Linked DNA regions of Sus scrofa: region 2 is linked to region 1. Evidence: chromatin contacts called from public HiChIP or PLAC-seq data. All regions are on one chromosome and are shown on one strand. Each heading gives the region's core, a stretch centred on a gene start, on an enhancer-like site or on the middle of the called end of the contact. The rest is flanking DNA. Distances are from core to core; before and after follow the strand shown.

Evidence for each region. HiChIP or PLAC-seq counts read pairs in DNA pulled down with a chosen protein or histone mark.
Region 2: an H3K27ac HiChIP or PLAC-seq map of skeletal muscle shows a contact between it and region 1, with 5 times the contacts expected there. The contact joins two enhancer-like sites.

What each region holds. Positions count from the first base shown.
Region 1 is chr14:9,601,186-9,609,141 of Sscrofa11.1, forward strand. No RefSeq gene overlaps it. Among named protein-coding and RNA genes, the nearest start is that of CDCA2, 87 kb to the left of the region's middle. Within about 2 kb of position 2,921, at least 4 of the 83 cell types and tissues checked have an H3K27ac peak or open chromatin away from gene starts, as enhancers often do. A contact at or near this core is called in skeletal muscle, where this site is marked.
Region 2 is chr14:10,254,146-10,262,101 of Sscrofa11.1, forward strand. All of the region lies in intron 3 of PPP2R2A (protein phosphatase 2 regulatory subunit Balpha), which reads left to right. Among named protein-coding and RNA genes, the nearest start is that of BNIP3L, 61 kb to the right of the region's middle. Within about 2 kb of position 5,181, at least 1 of the 83 cell types and tissues checked has an H3K27ac peak or open chromatin away from gene starts, as enhancers often do. A contact at or near this core is called in skeletal muscle, where this site is marked.

The DNA of each region.
Region 1 (7,956 bases), core at 1,671-4,170:
GGTAGAAGCTGAGTTTTTCATCACTCAGGCACGGTTCTCCTGGCTTCACCCCTTCTGGTCTTTCAAGAAGCTGGGGAGAGGGGTGCGGAGTTTGTCAATGTGAACTAGGGCAGGTCCTCACATTGGAAATTTATTGGAGTTGGCCCATTGTCTTAGCCTGAGAGGTTTGAGGCATGGAATCTGTTATCTATCCCTCCTCGTTTCCTGTCATCTGCTGATTTAATAAACATACCATCACTGTCCTCATCTAAGTCATGCAAATGTGCAGCAGAGCCGGCCAAGGACACATAGTTCTCTGACCCAGTGTAAAAACCTCCCTTCAGGTGACAGCCGTCTATTAATCACAACTCTGTGAGGATAACCATCCAAGTGCTTATTAATCTAAAGATACCAGTATTTAGCTCACATTTCTTAATCTTGTCCATAAGGATCTAATGAGAGGCCCTGTCAAAGGCCCTGCCGAAGTCTGATGTATTACGTGTCTTGCAATTCCCAGTGCCAAAAGCAGAATAAAGGTTAGACTGGCATGATTTATTCTGCATAAACTCATACTGACTCTTGGGGAGCACTGCTCTCCTTTCGAAGTATGTCCACAAAGCATTCCCTTTAAAACCCACCTTGAAACTGTTCTAGAGATTATCATCAAGCCCACTAGTCTCGAGTTTACAGAATCTTTTTTCTACCCTTTCTTGAAAATTGCGAACACATTCAATCCTCTCCAGCTTCCTGAGACTTCTTACATTCCTCACAGTTGTTCAGAAAGTAGTGAGAGCATTTCAGGTTGCATTATGTCTACAAGACCCCGGTGGTATAATTTGTGCAGATCTGAAAACCTGAACTTGCTGAGAGCAATGAGGTGTGTTGTCACCAGCTCTGGTTTCCCTCTTACATACAATGTTTCCGCTACCTCTTTTAATACGAAGATCAATCTCCTTGAAATAATCTGGGAGGGAAAAAAGAAACTGGACCCCAGTAATTCTACTTCTATCCTTGATCAATTTATATCAACCTCTGTCCCAACAAACATGAAGATTTCTTTATCCTCTTGTTCTTGATATACCCTTTAAAAACCTTATTTTTTGTGGTTATTATCGGCACTTATCAGAGCTATCACCCAGAAAAATGCTTATACAGTATTCACGAGTGTCTAGCATCATGCTGTTGTTTTTTTCCATGACGATTGAAATTTATTCCAGAGCCACCCAATTATCATGAAACTTAGCTCTGCTCCTGATTTTGTAAGTCTGAAAGAGCCTAATCCCTGTGTAGAACAAGCATAGCTTTTCTACAACAATTGCCATTGTTTGCTTCAGCTGATGGGGTGGGTCTCCATTCTTTATAATAACCAAAAAAGCCTAACCAGAAGCATTCATCTATCCAATGAAGTTCTTGAGAGGTACTATGTGAAAGGACATTGGAAACTGTTTAAGAGTAAGATCCCTCCTTCTTGTTTTGGCTCTTTCCCTCTTAACAATCCCACGATTCAGGATCGGATTACTTTTGATCTCCTCGTCGTCTTATACAATATTATCTGACTTCCATTTTACACAATCTGCTCTAGCCTGTCTAGGAGACCTGTGTCCTTTCATAGGAGTGTCTAATGTTCTGTATCTGGGCTGCCCCGAGTGGTCACCTCGCCACTAGTCACATGTGACTAGCTAAATTGCAGTGATTAAAATAGAATAAAATTTAAAATCCAGTTCCTTAGTGACACTGGTGATATTCCAAGTGCTCAACAGCCACGTGGCTAGCGGTTTGCATTCCAGGCAATGCAGATATAGACTATTTCCCTGATCGTGAAAGTTCTCTGAAATACTGCTGGTCTAGCTATTGCTCAAGCCCTTTGAGGTTCTTCTCAAGCAGCAAGGCTGGCTGCACTCCGCAGAGCTGGCACTTACTGACTGTCCTTATCCGGAGGGTTTTGTGGCAGTGGACTCCTGAGGCTGTCATTTCTAAGGTAGTCCAGGTGCTTGGTTTAGACACTCCTGTAGAGGCGAGTGATTACAATGCACATCAGTTCCTTTGTTCCCCAAGGAACCACAGTTTGCCAATGAATGTGAGTAAATATTTCCCAGATCTCACTGGGGATCGCAGTAATGATCATGCCTAATACTGGCAATTACAGACACTCAAAATGTTTGCTTGAATGAGGCAATGAATGAAGAGTGGGCTCCTTAGTCCCTGAAACATTTTCCTGACAAATCAAAGAAAGGTACCATGGGGTTAGGAGGGAAGAAAGGAAAGAAGGGAGGGAAGGAGGGAGGAAGGAAGGAAAGAAAGAAAGGAAGGAAGGAAGAAAGGAAAAAAGATTCCATACACCTCCGAATTTCACTCCTCTCTGTCTTTATTTCTCTGCCTCCAAGTCGGAGAGAGACTTAGAGATGGGCTGGAATGCAGCTTCCAGAGAGGGAAGGAAGGAACTAAAAAAAAGGAGCATCACGTAAGAGGGATCGAGTCACAGCGTTTTAAAACTCGAGAGGGTCCATTTAGCCTAACTCCTCATGTCACCAGTGAAATATGGACATTTCATTTGCCATTTAATACAAATCTGCTGAAAAAAAATGAAGCAACGAAGGTCGAAAGACATAGGTTAAGTGACTTGGCTAGAGTTACAAAGCTAGTGAGTGTCAGAGCAGGGGCTAGAAGCCAGCCCACCTATCCCTCGATTTCCACCGTGGGCTCTCTGCCTGCCCCTCTCCTAACCACCCCCGCCCCCCAAGGAGAGCAAGGGAGGGGAACGTGGAGTGGGAGCAAGCTGGGGGGAGGGGAGGAGAGAGAGTCAATCTGTATGTGAGCTGTCAGCCTCCCCTGTGACTTTAAGAAGAAGAAAATCTCCTGTCTGTTTCACCTACTCAGGCTGAACTTGGTGGTTTCCCCATCTCCACAGAGATTTCTAATTGGCAGGGACCTGGCAGAGACTGAACAATGCCACAGCCAGCGGGTGACCCCAGCCAAGGTCGGCTAACGTACTCAGGTTACGCTTAGTTTAGTAACTGCTTGCCCCGCATAAGCTTGATGCAGATCCAAACTGATTTCTGAAGCAGCCTGGCATTCCTAAAATTTCACCTACACCAGGGCCAAAAAACACATGGAAACAGAATTGGACGGGTATTTTAAACAGAACTCTCAGGTGACTTTACCGCAGCTCCTCCCCCATTGATCCCGGAGATAATTAAGACCTGGAGCGGGTTTTTGAAAATGTTTCCCGTTCCCTTTATTTCTCATCTCTGGAAAACTCTCCAGGTCAAGAACTTTGGCATAAGAGTTGGAGGTCACGGAGATCTGATTTCAAGTGCAAGCTGTCAAACAGTTGCTACCACGTGGAGGGAGCTTATTTGCTCAGATCCAGTTTAGATCGGACTAGGAACATGTATGTGCTGCAAAGATGATCCTTCTTATTTGCTGGGACCTCACTGTCTGGGAAACTTCCTGTGATCAGCCCATTTCACTACAGGGGTGGCTCAGAGTGACAAGACCTGGATTTGAATCCTGGCATTTGGGGCTTTGCCGTAGTGTGACCTTGAGGCAAGTTGCTCCATTACTTCCTATCTTAGTTTTCTTATCTGTGTCATAGGTTTCTCACTGTGTCCTCACAGAGACGTGAGGACAAATTGAGGTCATGGGTGTAGAAGGCTTAGCACAGAATCTGGCACTGGATCCGCATTAGCCATCGTGATCATTTCCTAATGTTGCATGATTTCCTTAGCTACATTTTGTGGTCCTTGGGGGCACCAAGCGAGTGGGTTGAAAGTTCTTGGTCAGGAACTTCTGCCAAGTGGCAGCATTCACACCCCACTTGCGATAAACGTCCTAACTCCTCCGCCACAGCTTCAGCCCGGCCAAGGGCAGTGAGCGGCAGGTTTTATGGGTCCGAGGAAGATGTTTGAAATATTGTAGGAGACTGTCAAAGAATACTTCGACCTGCTCCAAAACAGGGCCGTTCTTAATTTTCATCTTTCCTGCAAGTCAAAAAGATATATACTCTCCAAATAATGGCAGTTTCCTCGTTCCTGAAGTTCTGGCAGCTTGGTGATACAATAAACAGCACCCTGTCAGAAGGACCGCATAAAACACGGTCTGACATTTCTTTAAAAGTAAAAAGAAACACGACTGCAGCAGATGACCTTTCCTCTGAGGGCACAGCTGTTTTGTGTGGTTAGAGGGACCCATGGTTTCATACTTAGGGGCTACGATATATGGCTGGCTTTTCGCAAAGTGTTGCCATGAGAAATGACAGTCCGTCTAGAGGGAAGAGCCCATTCTGCTGCATTCGTATTAGGTAGGAGGACTTCCCCCCCCCATCTTGATGTTTTCCAAATGATATTGTCCTGCGTACTTGTGACTAGAAACCTCTTTAGTGTGTGGAGTATAAGTGGTATTGAGACTATTGAGGCATCTTCTGTTTCCTGGAAGATTTAAATGATGGGGCCTTTTGTGGGGGGCTGGTGGGTCTGTGTCTTTGAAATTCAGCATTTATGACGAATTGCTCAAAACACCGTGCCTCTGTGGGTGAGGACTGAGGATCTAGGGAAAATTGAAAAGTCACTGTGTTAACAGATGGTAGGTGATTTCCATGTTCTCGAAAAATGTTCGTACCTCCTGTAAAATGTTATTTGTGCAATGCATTAAATGGGGGCGAAAAAGTAAAATAATGGGTCTAAAGTTCCCGTTGGTGAGAATGGATGTCTTCTTTCCTTGTTTGTTTTCCAATTTATCTTTAACATATTTTATTTACTTTGTGATTAAATTAAAAAGAAAGGTTCTATCTTCATTTAGTTTTCGAATGAGTTCCCCCCACCCCGGGCCTGGATGGTTACTGCAAATATTCCAGTTAAAGAATGGGACACCCTCTACCTCCACAAACTGGATCCTCTAAATTAGAATAATAAGTAATAGGTCCTTTGAGAGGGGAGTCTGGCAGCCTCTCTGCAGGATGGGGGGAGTAGATGCAAATTACTGATTGCCGGCTTGCCAATAGAAAAATGTGCTCCTGTTGCTCATACTCAGAACCCTGCTACTGACCTGCCAACAGTGAGGCATTGAGTGCAACATCCCAGTATGGTGGGAGATTTGTACTGATTTATCTCTGCTTTGTCACCTTGTTGCCTGTGCGACCAAACCTGGGCATATGCAAAGATGGCTGGCTTGGTTTAGAAGTACAAGCAGAGAACCTGAAACAGTTGACTTACTGGTAATTAGACCACACTGGTATTGAACCCATGACCTCAGCCTCATTAGGGCTGCGCTTGGGCCCACTGAGCTGACCAGAAACAGATTCACAACGGTGAATGATAGAGGTCTTTGGTGCAGGGTCAAAGGCCTATTTACACTACCCAATATTGTAAGTGGATTCTTACTCTACCATGTTAAAGGAGCAGCAGCGGACAGAAATGGCCATGTGGATGGGTCACTGCTTTCTGCTCAATATACTTGGATTGTATAGCACTGCCATTCTGGTCAATTCCCACCTTCCTTTAACTGGATCTCCAAGTAATTCAAGGGTTAATAAAGGGAGAGACAAGTGTTTTAACAGGACTTTTTTTTTTTTTTTTTTCTTTCTTTCTCTTTCAGTTGCTAATGGCTAAGAGTAACAAAAACACTAGGAGGAAAGCCCATTACTTTAGCAATGATTTCCTTTGAATGACACTCTTTGATTTAAAACTGTCCGTGGCTAATCATTATTTTCACTCTTTGCTTTTCAAGGAAATCTAAAAACAGATGCCTAGTCTTCATTTTGTGTAGAAAAGGGATCAGTTTCCCAGTGGTAGAGTAGGATATGCAGAAAAGGCAGGACACAAGAATGATGAGCGTTACTCTGGGTTAGTCAACAAATGGAACAGAGGTAAACTCAAAATAACAGAAATTTTTATGTGATAAGACTGTCATTTCAACTCTGCAGGAAGAGAAGAGATTATCTAATAATGGCTGGCCATTTAATAAAGGTAGATGTCTGCTTCAGACGACAGCCAAAGTAAAGATTTCAATGTGAAAACTCTACAGTTCTAAAAGATAATGAAGTAATTAAAAAATACCAGTCTTGGAAAGCCTTTCTAACGATGAATGAAAATATAAAAACTATAAAGAAAAATATGAAATAACGTGACTCCATAAAAATTTATCATGAAAACTTAGTTATATCAAATACTAAATAGTATTAAAAGGCAAACTGGGAGACAGTTTTGGTACTTATGGATAAGATATTTATGGTGTTTATGGGATATTTAATAATAAAGCATTTAGAAATCAATAAGAAAAAGAAGAACAGAAAAGAGACAAAAAAATGAACATCACTTTACAGAGGAGAAAATGTAAATGGACAGTAAACCTATGAAAAATATTTAGCCTCCCTGGTAAATGTCAAGAACTGTACATTTTAAACAAATGAAAGTTACATTTTCTTCCAAAAAAATCAGCAAAGATAAAAATAAATTGCCTGCAGTGTTGCAGGGAAATTAGTACTTTTTTTTTTATACCACTTGTGGACATGCAAACTGCTATAGCTTATTTAGAGGGATATTTGTCAGAACAGAAGAAAAGCCTTAAAATTCTACATGTGCTAGAACCCAGAAATTCTACCTGTCTGAAATAATCATGATTTGCGCAAAGATTTGCTACTAGAATGTTGATCAAAGCATATTTATGATAATTAAAAATTAGAAAAGGTTTACATCAATAATAGGGAATCCACTAACTATATCATGGTATGTGGTGTTTGACAGAACTTCAGATAACCTTAATATGCTGAAGAAAAAAAATTACACTTCATTTTATGGAGTAAACTTCACTTCTATCTTGTTCAGAAAAAAAGTAGCTTTAAAATTGTAATATTACAGATTATATGTTATATATGCATAGAAAAAGATGGTAGAAGAATATGTTATACATATCAAAAAGTTAAAATACTTTAGGAAGGGGAATCATGGATGATTTAAAAATGTCTCTTTTTATCAGACAAAATATTTTATCTGATATTTTATCAGATTTTTTTTTCAGAGTGAACATGTGTTAACTTGGAGAACAAAAGATAAAGCAGTATATTTTGTTTCAAATATCATAACTGGCACAGTTTCATCCTGGAGATTAAGTGGGATAATATATAAGAAATTTCCTAACATAGGATTAGAAAGATGAAGTGGTTTTGGTATCTAAGATTTGAATTTGAATCTAAAAAGTTTCCATGAACTCTAGAAACTTGAAGCACTCTGGATTAAAGATCAATTTACCCAGTTGGTGGACTAAGTCCAAATCTACTCTCTCCCTCTCTCTCATCTTATAGTTTGACTTTTCTTCCTTCCATCCTCCCTCCCTCCATCCCTCCCTCCCTTCCTTTCTGCCCTCATGGCATACAAAAGTTCCCAGGCCAGGTATCAAACCCATGCCACATCAGTGACAATGCCAGATTTCTAACCCACCAGGCCACAGGAGAACTCCTATATCTTGACTTTCAATTTCATTTATTTATTTATTTTTTTTGGTCTTTTTGTCTTTTTTAGGGCCACACCCAGGGCATATGGAAGTTCCCAGGCTAGGGGTCTAATCAGAGCTGTAGCCATGGGCCTATGCCACAGCCATAGCAACTCAGGATCTGAGCCACGTCTGTGACCTACATCACAGCTCATGACAACACTGGATCCTTAACCTACTGAGTGAGGCCAGGGATCAAACCTCACGGTTACTAGTCAGGTTTGTTAACCACTGAGCCACGACGGGAACGCCTTAACTTTCAATTGTAATGGCTCATACATCTCTCCAGAAGCTTCAGGCAAGGAACAGAGAGAAAAACAAATTCCGTCTTGTCATTTTCAGATGATTTTGATCACATTCATCTTTACTATACTGTGAAGCACACTGTGGCGTGACCCTCTTCTTTTAGGCAAGCTGTCTTTTTTCTCAACATTCCTGGATCAATAGCAACCACTGTATGATCTATTATGTGATACAAAAATAGAAATTATG
Region 2 (7,956 bases), core at 3,931-6,430, 660 kb after region 1:
TGTTAAAATTCACATTCCTAGATTGCACCTCAAAACAACTAAATCAGAACACTGGAGGCCTAAGCCTCCATCACTTTACTTTTTTTTTTTTTCTTTCAAAGTCTTTTCAGGACTTCACCAGATAAAAAGTGTCAAATTAAGACTGAGTGCGTTCCAATGCCAGGAGAGCAATACAAACTCCAAAATATAGCTTCAAGTTGCTATTACCTAAAGATATGTTTTCCCAAGATATGTAGAATCATAAGTGTATAGTTAAAGTTCCACGAATTTTCACAACAAATATACTTTGTGTAACCACCCCCCGGGTTAAGAAATGGGATATTCTGGCACTCCAGAATCCCTCTCTATCCTCTTGTCATTAATGCCCTCTTATCCCAACCTAACAGACTTTTGGGGGGGGGGCTGCACCTGTGGCATGCTTAAGTTTTCAGGCCTGGGTTTAAACTGATGCCACAGCTGTAACCCAATACTGACAATGTCGGATTCTTAACCCACTGAGCCATAAGGGAACTCCAATCCTTAGACTTTTTAATAGTAGTCATCAACAAATGATTTCTTCTCTGTATCAGGGAGGGAAAAGTGAGTTTGAAAGACTGAGCATTTAAAGATCCGAGTTCTAGTCCTCATTTGTGTTTATTCATGAATTTGTGTTGCCACCTGTCTTGTTCAGCCATCTGTTGTCTAGATTTCCATCCAACCAGCCATCAACACTTATCAGTTACCTACTAATCTTTTGAGGTTCCAACTCATTAGAGTGTTTTCCAGAAGTGGATTAGCACTTAAAGTACCCTTGATGGTTACTGAGTATATCAGTATGAGTGTTGATAAACAACTGTTAGACAGGATAAGATTCCTTTAAATATTATTTTTCCTAAGGCCAGAAATTAGATCTTTAAAGGATGTGTTTGACATATTAAAGTAAAATTTTCTCATTTTACCTGTTGCCTGGAAATTTGGATTAAACTTATTTCTTACATTGTCCAAAAACATTCCACCCCAGCAACAAAAAGCAGATCCAAATCTATGACAGGTAATACCCAGTAATTTTAGAATTTGCTTACTTTCTCTTCTCTGTGCCATCTTCTTTCCAAACTCACACATAAAACACTTCTCTATTGTATTCTTATTGTAAGTAATTTCCCCTTCTTAATTAAAAAGTTATGTTAGTTGTAGACAGTTTAGGAAATAGGACATAGGACAAGAGGTTAAGAATGCCGCCTGTAAATTCACCAAACAAAAACAAATATTTGATGTATATCACAGATCCATCTTTCTAAAATGAGAGTTTAATGTGTTTATGGTTATATGGTTTTTCCCCTCAGGTGTACTGTATGTGAAGACCTTTAATGTATTAAACATTCTAAATAATCATCATGAATGATTACGGGGCATTTATCACAGAGATATACTGAAGTTCACTTAATGTAGTCTCAACTGTTAGATGCTTAGATTGTTTATTTCTTGCTATATGTCCTCCCCACGGTATCATCAGTAACACAGTGAAACATTCTTGTAGTTGAATCTTTGAAGCATCTATTTCCTTACTTCCTAGAAATAAAGTAACTGAGTCAGAGACAGTGTGAACATTTTAAAGTCTTACACCGGCCAAATCCCTTCTAGAAAAATTTAACATTTATACTTCAACCAAATTGAAATATGAAAAATTTTGAGACTTCCCTATTCTTCACTTCTAAATATAGGGGAAAAAAATAAAAGCAACACATTGATAGTTAAAAGGGTATTATTTTACTGAGTTCTAGTTTACCTCTCAATACCCACAGTAATTAAAATTCTTGCTCTGTGCCTTGTTTTTCTATTGGTATATTTATTAATTGATTTGTAGAGACTGGATATTGTGAGGGGCATCAGTTTTTTTTCTCACGAGACAGTATGTTTTTCATCTTTATAAACTGGCTGCTTTTAAGTTTTGTTTACTTTGTTGTTGTTGATTTCCTGCCTCCAAATTATGTAAACATGTACCCATATTTCACTTGTTCCCATTTAAATTCACTATCTAGTTGGAATTTGTTACCCTAATTGTAATGCGGTGTATGATTTAAAGACCTTCTCCATCCACTCCCAAATTGCCAGGCAGATTATTAACGACATTATGTATGAAAATCTTTTCACATTGATTTTATTTTCTTATAATGATTTTAATTTTTTTCCATTATAGTTGGTTTAGTGTTCTATCAATTTCTACTGTACATCAAAGTGACCCAGTCCAACGTATATATACATTCTTTTTCTCACATTATCCTCTATCATATTTCATCATAAGTGACTTCACGCTGATTTTAAAAATGCACTTTTATCAGACTGAACATACTTTTATAGAGTTGTATCTAATCTTCATTGTATTTTATTTTTTCAGTTCTTTAAGGATGTTGAGTTAATCTTTCATGTTTCTTCCATATTGCCATTGAGTTGTATGGATTGGCTTTGAAATTTATTGAAATAGAGTTCTTTCTTAGATACCTCTTTATGCTCTTTCAGAGTAAATACTTGATGAGAATAGAGGTTGTTGTAGGTTTCCTAACTTGAGAAGCTAAAATTTAGCTCTTTGAATTCCAGGTCATCATATATTTAGATTCCTTACATTGGCCCTAAATGGCATAATGTGGATTGATTGGGCTTGGTCTCTGTTTGGAAGGAAAACTAATATTTGAACATTACTCACTGTCTCATTTAATTCTCAGAACTGTCTTGTCACTCCAGATGTAGAGAGGATAAATTCTATTTAACAGATGAGGAAATCGAGGTCCAGAGGATTGTTATATTTTATGAACCTGTAAGGTAAAAACAGGCAAAATTAGTAAGAACCACCATTCCTTCCTTCCTTCCTTTTTTTTTTTTTTTTTTTAAATCTAACACCAGGTAGAGAGTTTGGCTTCTTTTTTGGATTTTACTGTTGTTTTATATATTGTTTTGATTTGTTTGAGCCTCAGGGCATGATTGAATTCATGACACATACTACCATTATAGGTCATGGTGTGGCCCTCTCCTTAAGTAAATAAACACATTCATGTAGGTGTATAGTCCCATATGCATTAACTTTATTTGTATAATGTGTTCCCATTCACCTCTCCCTTCATAGATCACCATTTGAATGTGTTGTAATTTGTATTTTGGTTTTATGTACTGCTGTTATTTTATTTTATTTTTTTGTCTTTGCCTTTTCTAGGGCTGCACCCACAGCATGTGGAGGTTCCCAGGCTAGGGGTCTAATTGGAGCTGTAGCCACCGGCCTACGCCAGAGCCACAGCAACACAGGGATCCAAGCCGTGTCTGCGACCTACACCACAGCTCATGGCAATGCCAAATCCTTAACCCACTGAGCAAGGCCAGGGATCAAACCCGCAGCCTCATGGTTCCTAGTTGGATTCGTTAACCACTGTGCCACGACGGGAACTCCATGCTGTTATTTAATTGTGGCAAAATATCACATAACATTCACTCAGCCTTCCAACAATTTCCATGTGTACAGTACAGTTCTGCCAGCCACATACACAATGTTGTGCAGCAGAACCTCCCAATCCTGCATAGCTCAAACTCTATACCCACTGAATGGCAACTTCCTGCCTTCTTCCTCCCTCCAGTTCCTGCCAATCACAATTCTATTTTCTGTTTCTGTGAGGTTGACTACTTTATAGATGCCCCATGTAAGCAGAATTATGCAGTATTTATCATTCTGTGATTGCCTTATATCACTCAGCATAATACTCTCAAAGTTCATTCATGTAGCATGACAGGAGTTCCTTTTTTAAGGCTGAAAAGTATTGCTTTTTGTGTGCATGCACATGTGCGTGCCATAGACATACCACATTTTCTTTATTCGTTTATCAGTCAGTGGATATTTAGATTTCTTCTATCTCTTAGCTGTTGTGAACCATCTCTTTGAGATCCTGTTTTCCGTTCTTTTGGATATATGCCCAGATGCTGGATCATATGGCAATTTTTTTTTTTAAGGAACCCCTATACTGTTTTCAAAGCAGTTTGTATGCTGTATTTTTTTTTTTAACTTTACTGAAATAGACACAGAAAAGTGCACAAAAACACTAGTGCCATATCGCACAGCAGACACATCGGTCAAAAAATAGAACTTCCCACTCTTAAATCAACCCTTCTCATTCCTCCTCCCCATCACTTCTTTCTCCTTCCTCCCCTTATAAGCCTGTCTTCTAACACATGGTTTGGCCTGTAGTTTTAGAACTTTTTATAAATGGAATCATACAGTTAGTAGTCTGTGTCTGGCCTTTTTGCCCAGTTTATGTTTGTATAAATATTTGCTCACTTTCACTGCTATATAATGTTGTTTTGAAATACTATACCACAATTTATCCATTCTGGAGGTATTTGGTTGTTTCAGGGCTATTAATAATGCTGCTTGTCATGTTTTTTGGTGCATGTTGTTCTCATGAAATTATCATGCCATGGGGGTAGGCATTTAGTTTTAGTAGACAACACATTAAAAAAAAAAATCATCCTACCAATTTTGTTCTCATGGACATACGAAAATTCAGGCTGTTTGACACCTTTGCCAGTGCTTTGTGTTGTCAGTCCTTTTAAAATTTAAACATCTTCGAGGTTATAAGTGTATCTTATTGTGATTTTAATTTGTACTTTCTTGATTAACACTGAGGTTCAGCATGTTTTTATGTGTTTGGCCATTTAGATATCATCTTTGGTGAAGTGCCTACTAAAAATCTCTTGCATGTATTTTCTGCTCAGTTATTTGTGATATTCCTTCCTGATTTGTAAGCTTTACACTTTTTGAATGTGAACCCTTGTCAGTTATGTTATTGGAAGTATCTTCCATTTTATGACTTGCCTTTTCATTTTTCTGAATAGTGTATTTTGGCAAATAGGAAGTTAATATAATTCAGTTGTATCACGGTTTTCTCTTGGCTTATGCTTTATCTGTCCTGTATAAAAAATACTTCTCTACCCCAAAAGTCCAGGAAGATATATATTCCTATTATCTTGTAGATCTGTGCTCTCTAGTTAACAGTTCTCTGTGGCTATTTAAATTTTATATAATTAATTAAAATTAAATAAGATTTAAAGTTCACTTCCTTAGTCACAGTAATTACAGTTCAGGTGTTCAGTGACCACACATGATAGTGATTGCCATATTGGACAGCACAGATACAGACTATTTCCAGAAGGTCCTCTTGGACAGTGTTGTAGTATAAACATTCACACTTCTATTTCTGATTCACCTGGAATCAGTTTATATGAGTGGCTTGAGGTGTAGTAAAGGTCAAGGTTTATTTTATTGCATATGAATAGCCAATTGAGCAAAAGCTTTGAATGAAAAGACTGTCCTGCCTCAGCAGTGCCACCTTTTGTCTTAATTCAGGCCTGTTTCTGAGCCATCTATTCTATTCCACAGGTATATGTGTCAACTCTTAATGCAGATACCACACTGTCTTCATTACTTTGCTTTAAAATTTGGTCATGATATATAGTATCCTTTATATATTTATGGATTCTGTGTGTCTCTGTTGAAATATGTAATTTTGTTTTTGTGGACTGTGTTTTGGCCTTTTGGCTTTTTTTTGTTTGTTTTTTTGAGGGAGGTCCTTTTAGATCCACACCCAAGGCATATGGAAATTCCCAAGCTGCCAGCCTACACCACAGCCACAACAACACCAGATCTGAGCCAAATCTGTGACCTACACTACAGCTCATAGCAACGCCAGTTCCTTAACCCACTGAGCAAGGCCAGGGATAGAACCTGTGTGAGAATGGGATGCTAGTCGGGTTTGTTACCACTGAGCCACAGTGGGAACTCCTGGACTGTGTTTTTTAATGTATGTGAAAAATACTGTGCATCTCATTCCATGCCCTACTTTTTTCACTAAGAGATATGCTTTCAAGAACCTTCTGTCTTGCTGTGTGAGCATCTGTCTAACCCATTCTTCCTAACTTTTGCACCAAACTCCTCTCACCAGGTTAACTCCAGCCTCCCTTAACCATACTAACACCAGTTTTTATTTATTCTTTTTGCTATTATTTTTGTTCATTTAGAAAATTTTTATTGAATGCCTGTTAATATGCCAGGCACCATTATAGGTATTGGGATGAAGTGCTTCTAAATATACTATAGAAAATTTCTTATAACTATATTGTGTGATTAAGAAAATAGATTCTCTCTTAGTGATAACAGCAAGCTAAGAAAAAAAGGCAGGTGCAAAAAGCTGTGCAAGGAAAACCCAAATAGAAGCATTCTGGAAGGTGTCATGATTCTCTATGATTATAAGAGAGTTTTTAAAACAAATAAAATAGCCTTCTTTGACACTGATGCTTTCTTGTTCGAGTGGCACAATGTGAGGACATGGGATTGTGTTCCTTTTTCTTCACATTTGCTCAGTGTGCTTAGTTCATGTGGAAACAGTGCTGTCATGATCACTAAACATCCCTCCCCACTAAGGGAAAATCCTATACTTGGTAAGGAAGGGTCCAGTCTCTGCAGTTCACTAAGTCCACCACTCATGTACTGTTTTATGGCATCTTTCATTTATTACTGCTACTGTCATCTGTGCTGTTATTTTTGTTGTCATTGTTGATTGTCTTTAAAAATTCTTTCTCGTAATTTTAGTGGAGTTTGAGGTGAGAGTGCATGCTAATACATTATCCCATCTTTAACTTCCCAGCTATAAGTTTTTCCTTGTGTGGTATATGTTTATTTAACTGTTGGAAAGACACAGTAATTAAGTCCACTGACACTGCCAAACACTTCTCTGATTTGGTTTTAGATCATGTAATAGATCATGTTTAGACCCATATAGTTATTCTCAAGTCTTTAGGATAATGTTATTCTCCTGTTTTAGAATATACTTTCATATGCTTGTGCTTTTCTTTTCCTTATCATTAAATATAGTATGACCCAGATAGACCCAGTTTTTGCATAGAAAAAGGTGTGTGTGAGTTCCCATTGTGGCCCAGCAGTAATGAACCCAACTAGTATCCATGAGGATGTTTCCTGGTCTTGATCAGTGGGTTAAGGGTCTGGCATTGCTGTGGCTATGGTGTAGGCCGGCAGCTGCAGCTCCCATTCAACCCCAAGCCTGGGAGCTTCCATATGCCCTGGGTGCAGCCCTAAAAAGACGAAGAGAAAAGAAAATGTGTGTGTTTACACTTGGCTCTTTATATTGCTTATCTGAATTATATAGACCTTAATTTCTACCTTTTTTTTTTTTAATAGGGCCACACCCATGGCATATGGAGGTTGCCACACTCAGGGTCGAATCAGAGCTGTAGCCACTGGCCTACACCACAGCCACAGCAACACAGGATCCAAGCTGTGTCTGTGACCTACACCACAACTCACAGCAAAGTTGGATCCTTAACCCACTTCGTGAGGCCAGGGATCAAACATGCATCCTCATGGATCCTAGTCGGATTCGTTAACCACTGAGCCTCGAAGGGAACTCCTTTAATTTCTACTTTTGACTAGAGTTTTACATATGCAGGTTACCTAAAGGTGGAGACTCTATGTTATTAAATTTGTCTATACCTCTAGGACCTAGTATACATAGCATTATGGTCTCATGCTTAAATTAAAAACAACATTCATATTAAAAATTGAATTGCTATTTATTGTAGTTTTCTTGGAGGGTAACGTGACAAACCTTTTGAGACTGAGTAAGTAATTTTTCGTAGAAGATGTATGGAATTGCTTCTAAAGTGTTATTAGCATATACATAGTGAATAGATTGGGTTAACAAATTTAGTCTAAGAGTGTGGTTGTTATGAGACCAAGGTTCTGAGCTTGATTTTTCTCCTTCTGTATTCCCAGTGTGGACTGTGTTCTGTGGTATGCTCTTATATTGTCAACATTGGCAAATCTTCTCAATAGTAATTGATAGCTGCTATCAGAGCATCCAAATATAACTGTAACCATGAATGATCAATCCAGATAATCAAGCTACTGGAAAAAACAACCCAAAA